2 separate regions of the Rattus norvegicus genome follow, and region 1 is linked to region 2. Evidence: chromatin contacts called from public Hi-C data. All regions are on one chromosome and are shown on one strand. Each heading gives the region's core, a stretch centred on a gene start, on an enhancer-like site or on the middle of the called end of the contact. The rest is flanking DNA. Distances are from core to core; before and after follow the strand shown. Region 1 has its middle 20 kb from the start of Capn2. Region 2 has its middle 28 kb from the start of Srp9.

Region 1 (3,189 bases), core at 219-2,718, 360 kb after region 2:
CCCGAGTCATCACCAAGACCAAGTCCTTGGCAAAGAGCAACCCCTGGGGAAGATGGGTTTGTTTTGTTTGTGGTTTGAGAGGGCACAGTAGTCTATCATTGTGGTAAGGCATGGCAGAGACCGTGTGGCTGGCACGCCTTGGATCTGGGCACATCGGCAAGCAGAGACAGGCAAGGCTGGTGCTCAGTGATCTTTCTCCTTCCTTTTTTCCATATGTCTGTCCTAAGCTCTAGCTTACTAGGTAATGTCACCTACAGTAGCGTAGGTGCTCCCTCATTTAAAGCACTCTAGAGGCACTCTTGTGAGACACACCCAAAGATATACCTCATTGCTGCCTGACATCTTTCCTAACTCAATCAAGTTGATGGTCAAAACTTACCATTAATGCCAAACAATGTGGTGGGGAGGGATTCTTTAATTTTTCATTCATTCATTTGTTCACACATTCGTGTGTGTGAGTGTGTGTGTGTGTGTGTGTCTGTGCGCGCGTGCGTGCGTGAGTGCGTGTGTGTTTGGGGAAACCATGCACATACTACATGCATGCATGTACATGTGACTGTGTGTGTGTGTAGGTCACAGGACAATCTAAAGGAGTCTATTCCCTTTTACCGTTTTGTTCCAAGACTACGCAACTGTTCTTGGTCCTCAAACTGTGGGTCACGATCCCTTTTACAGGGGCCGCACGCCTGATATCCTGAATATCATTTACAGTACAATTCATAACAGTAGCAAAGTTAGAGTTATGAAGAGCAATGACAATAATCTTATGGTTGGGTTCACGGGAACCAGAGGAGCTAACTGTTTTAATTGTGAGAACCGATGTTCCCAGGAAGGAGCTGAGGTTGTCAGGCATAGCAGCAAGTAAGCACCTTTAGGGTACGGCTGGCTGGAGGATGGGCATATTAAGGCGACTTTATAGGGCTCTTTGTTAAAAGTAGAGGTTATGAGGTGTGCTCAGAAGGTTCAGGAGCCTGATCAGAGTTTAGTCAGGCAAAGAATCTTTGTGTAGGCGCTGATGGAGGCCAGAGGTGATCCTTGCAGGTACACAGAGGCCTGAGGGTGTCCGGTCAATAAAAGCAGTAGGGGTGGTGACCTGTGACAGTGTGTAGGAGAGGTGTCACAATAGATCCTGTCACCGGCATGCCAAGGGCAATGGAGGTGCACGCCTGGGAGCACAGCTCCCGTCAGGCGCAGTTTCCTACATCCCCAGCCCAGCTCAACCCCTCTCCTGCAGACCTGGGAAGGACTTGGGGTTCTTGATGATAATGACGTTCTGCAGCTTCCCCGGGCTTCTGCTCACTCACGATGGCACCCAGCACTCCCATCCCTTCCTTCACGATGACAGCTGTCAGGAGAGAAAATCTCTCTTTACTCTTGGGTGGAGCTCGGTGGGTTCCTTTGAGTACAGACAACTGTAAAGCTCCCTGAGATTTCCTGGACAAATAGGAATCGTCTTTATACCCAGATCACAGGGACCAATCAGTGGTGTATGACGTCAGAACCAGTCAGAAGGCGAGGGCAAAATGGCGGCTGTGAAGGCCACTTTGATGTTTCATTGGCTCCCTCGTGTGGCAAAATACAGTAATGTTATTTCAAGAAAAACAAAAACAAAAACAAAAAAACCATTTGATTCAACAAGGCAAAAAAGAAATCTCTACCTAAAAAAGCGGTTCCAGCACTAGCAATTAAAATTAGCAAAGTACACTGGCGTGTTTACCAAGGTCTGGATTTCAAAGCCCTCTGGAGTCTCATACCAACTCCTTCACAATATGTATGTGCTATCTGTCTCTATTCATGTACTTACCATACGTCCGTCATAGCAAATGTATGTATGTATGTATGTATGTATGTATGTATGTATGTATGTAGCAATTTAGTATCTACATATGCAACTATAATCTACCTATTATCTATAATGTATTTTTATCATCTACAATCTACAATCTATTATCCAAGTATCTATCTATCTATCTATCTATCTATCTATCTATCTATCATCAATCATCCTTATTAATAATCTATCATTATCTAGCCTATATCTGCCTATCTCTATCTATTATCTATTCATCATAATCTCCCTACTATCTATCATTTATCTGTCATCTCTCACTCTCTATCATCCATGTATAATCTCTTTGTTTACCTCTGCTTTATAAACCCACACAAAGAATCTGCCTCTAAAATCCCTTTGTATTACGTTTGTTCCCGCTGGCTGAGGCTTGGTGACTGTGGTAGGATGAGTGACAACTTCCTGAAGATGACCACACCCTAATCTTCCGAACCTGCACTGTTACTTTATAGGGTAGAAGGGACTTTGAAGAAGTGATGTCAAGGATCTTAAGACATGGTGAGACTCCCTTACTCTTCAGGTGGACCCAACATCACTACCAATTCCTTATGAGGGAGGCAGGAAGTTGAGTGGGAGGTGTCATGATAGCAGAAACCAGGAAATGATTTATGAGGCAGACCATAAACCAAGGTATGCAGTCAGGGTCTAAACACCAAGGATGGCCAGTACACGAACTTCTCCCGCACGCAGGGGGAACTCTAAGTTTAATCCAGTGAGATTGACTAAGACCCTTCAGCTCCTGAGCCACGGGAACTCTAAGTTTAATCCAGTGAGATTGAGTAAGACCCTTCAGCTCCTGAGCCACTCCATTTTTTACAGCGACCATAAGAATGTATGCAGCGGGAAGCTCCACAGTCTACACAGCCTGGAAGGCGGAACAGTAACTTCCCCTGTGCTCTGAGGGCTGGTTCTCACGCACACCACTCAGGACATGGCTGTGGGGCAAGTTCCCAGAGAAGGGAGTGGAAGGAAGATTCCTTTGTGGGAGGTTGGGGTGACACTTACTCACCTTTGGGGCCCACTGTTACAAATAGCTAAAGATGAATGAGTCCGTCCGGTGTCTGATGTCTGGCAGGGCTGGGATCATCAATTCTCTCTGGACCCCTCTACATTTTATCATTTCTCTCTTAAAGCTTTCAGTTTGCACGTGTTAATCATGCACATGCTTTTATTATTACATGTTCACGCATGCATATGGTGTGTTTTGATCGTGTGAACCCCTGACTGCCCTCTCTGGTCTGCCCTCACTCTGCAGACCTCCCTCTTCATAGTTGGCCCCCCTTCCCTCACAACTTTCCCTCTCTTGGGGGGGGGGAAGCAATCACTGTAGTTAATGGCAC
Region 2 (3,169 bases), core at 261-2,760:
ATTTGAACTTAGGGTGGGAGGCTGTGGCTAAACCCACTTTCTTGTTTCGGGTCTACGGGGACAAAATCAAATTGATGGCTTGCAGATAATGTACTGCTGCCCTGCACTGCCTGGGGAAGGCTCAGGGGCGTCTGACTAGAGAAGGGGTTGTCCTGTGGAATGCGTCGGAAAGGGTGACACATGGCAGCACAAGATGCCAAGCCAGGCTAGGAGCTGTCACTGCCTCCAGCAGCATAGTACTCTGCTGTCATGGACACCTACGAAGCCAGGCTTGGTCCTGCTGAGAGCTCCTGCTGGTTTGCCCTGGGACTGCGGGCTTTAGAACAGTGCAAGAGCCATGAGTGGTGAGGCTGGCTTATGTTGAAGTGAAGTTCCATTCCAAGTCGGTTATGGTAGAATTGTATGGAAGGGGACACTTCCTGGGCTTTAGAAGCAAATCCCTACTGACTTCCAAGGACCTTGTGCTCCCTCTTGGGCTTGTGAACTTACTGAGAGGCAACCAAGTTAGATGACTGTCTGGTAATTTTTCACTAAATTCTCTCCCTCCCTCTCTGAATGTGTGTGAATATGCATGAATGTGCCTGTGTGTGTGTGTGTGTGTGTGTGTGTATGTGAGTCTGTATGTGTGCCTGTGTGTGTGTGTATGTGTGAGTCTATATGTGTGCATGTGTGTGTGTGTGTGTATATGTAGGCCTGTGTGTGTGTATGTGAGTCTGTATGTGTGCATGTGTGTGTGTGCCTGTGTGTGTATATAGGCCTGTGTGTATGTGTGTGTGTGTGTGTGTGAGCCTGTATGTGTGCCTGTGTATGTGTGTGCATATATATATGTATGTGTGTGTGTGTGTGTGTGTGTGTGTGTGTGTGTGTGTGTGTGTGTATGTGTGTTCGGTCAGGATGTCCTACAGGAATGGGCTGTACACGCCCCCAAGTTAGACAGAGCCCACAGCCCACCCAGGGGGAGACCTGAGCAAGGTTTCTCTGTGTGACAGGCCAGGGAGTCCTGGAACTCCATCTGTAGACCAGGCTGGCCTCACACTCACAAAGATTCCCCTGCCTCGAGTGCTGGGATCAAAGGGGTTTACCATCACACCCCGTTTGCATATTTACTTCTAATGAAGGTCAGGTGCTACTGATGGCCTAGATCAGAAAGTTGTAAAGTAGTCCCAGAGGGGCAGGGACAACAACAGACCAGGTGGGTTCCTGGCATGCCGTGGTATTCTGGGCAAGCACCTCATCTTGCCTGTCTCCATAGTCTGTTCTCAAGGAATGAGGAACTTCTCACCATCCCATCCAGAGGCAAGAGTCAGCCCCATGCTGGGTTTGCCTAGGAAGGGGGCCTGGTGTTTCACTTGTGGGATCCCTGAGCACTGAGCAGCATGGAGAAGGCAGTGTCTCTTTCCTGCTGTGGGGGCCAGCTGGCAGCAAGACAAAGGCTCTTGGTTCATATCCGATCCCCTGCTGCGTACCCACAGGACGAGTCTGAGGTCATCCTGGTGCGGTTATTTTTGGAGGACGGCTGAGAAGCCACATATCCAGACAGAGCGTGTGGAGTCAGAGTCCCCGAGACTCCTGTGAGTGTCAGGCCTCACTTCACCCCCCTGGCTACCGTCCAGCTGACCGTTTGGCAGAGGGTCCTCCTGAGACCGTCTCTACCCTCGGCTTGTCATCTGATGGGCTGGTCTCATCATCTCTTCAGCATTCTTAGGTCAGGCCTGGGCCTCAAGTCACATAACTCCCTCTGGGGACAAGGTCTGGGTCCCTGCTTCACAGGGGCTCAAGTCACTGCCTGGTGGCAGTTCCTGGGTTAGACACAGCTGGCAGGGCTCATCTGGAGACAGGGAAGGCCACAGCTGTGGTGCTAGGGAAAGTGTCTCTGCAGGGGACCGCAGTGTCTCTGTGACTGATGGTTGTCACACCCTCATTCAGCTGACCTGTCCTGTATTCTGGCATTGCCAGGGCCATCTGCCACCTGGCTCCCCTCATGCATGCATACTCCTTGGAAGTATTCTGAGGTGGCTGGGACAACGGGTACTGTATGCTGTTAGCTCTATCGAGGCTTCCTTTCTCTGGAAGTGCAAACAGCTCTGTGAAGAAGCTGCAGAGGTAGGAACACACAGACTAGTTCCACTGTAGACTAACTGTGTGACTTTGAGCAGGCTAGCCCATCTCTCTGCGCCTTAGTTTCCCTGACTTTAATTATGGAGAGAAAAATGACTCCATTGCTTGAGGCTTAAATATGATTAAGCAAATACAGTGGCCCCTGGACCCATCAATTACATAGGATGTCTCTAAGCAACCAAATCAATCAGATATGGGAGTAGGTCTTAGGCGTTAGATATAATAATAACCTTCCCTGAGGTTCCAAGATTAAGTCACCAGCATGGAATACTTGTTCATGGCCAGAATTCTGGAGGAGGTCAGCACGGATTTGAAGTCTGGCTCAGTTACATATTTATGGGGCCTCTGTTTACCCATCTGTAAGATGGGAATAAAAGCACTTACTTCCCAGGGAAAACATGGGAATTAAAGGCAGTAGTAGATAGCAGGGCACCCCCAAATTGCCAGTGTCCCTAAGTGAGTCTCGGAAGAACAGGCCTTTGTGTGGTGGCTTCACCAGAGCACACAGCAGGAAGCTGTGCCTACTTCATGGTTGGCACGTCAAAATATATATAAACAAATGTAGACAAAGACATGACGAGAGTATTAGTGTTCTGAAGAGTCATAGAACTTGAGGAATGTCTCTATTAAGTGAATTTATTATAAGGACTTACACTCTGCCGTCCAACTAACCCAACAATGGGCAGCTGTGAATGGGAAGTCAAAAAGTCTAGAAGTTGCTCAGATCACACAAGGCTGGGTGTTTCAGCTGGTCTTCTGTAGAAGCTGGAATCCTGAAGAGGTAGGTTCCAACAGATGTGCTGGGAAGTTAAGTGCAAGCAGGCAGAGAAGAGTGAGCCTTCTTCCAGTGTGGCAGAAGGTGTGGCCCAGACTAAAGCTGTGTACCCCACCGTGACTGGATCTGGAACTTGTTTTCTCCCAGGCTGACCTTGAACTCAGAGATCTGCTTGCTTCGGTCTCCTGGGATTAAAGGCATGTACCACCTTGCCTGGGCCTAAGCTTTTCATGGCCACTATGCCTCAAGATCCTGGTCAGAAACTTGTGTCTTCCA

The links. Hi-C and Micro-C count contacts between places; a contact is called where the count stands out from the background.
Region 1: a contact with region 2 is called in a Hi-C map of Schwann cells, with 5 times the contacts expected there. The contact joins two enhancer-like sites. A contact is called at or near these places in 3 of 12 Hi-C or Micro-C datasets (Schwann cells, mammary epithelial cells and psoas muscle).

What each region holds. Positions count from the first base shown.
Region 1 is chr13:96,751,178-96,754,366 of GRCr8, forward strand. No RefSeq gene overlaps it. Among named protein-coding and RNA genes, the nearest start is that of Capn2, 20 kb to the left of the region's middle. Within about 2 kb of position 1,469, at least 83 of the 93 cell types and tissues checked have an H3K27ac peak or open chromatin away from gene starts, as enhancers often do.
Region 2 is chr13:96,390,396-96,393,564 of GRCr8, forward strand. No RefSeq gene overlaps it. Among named protein-coding and RNA genes, the nearest start is that of Srp9, 28 kb to the left of the region's middle. Within about 2 kb of position 1,511, at least 12 of the 93 cell types and tissues checked have an H3K27ac peak or open chromatin away from gene starts, as enhancers often do.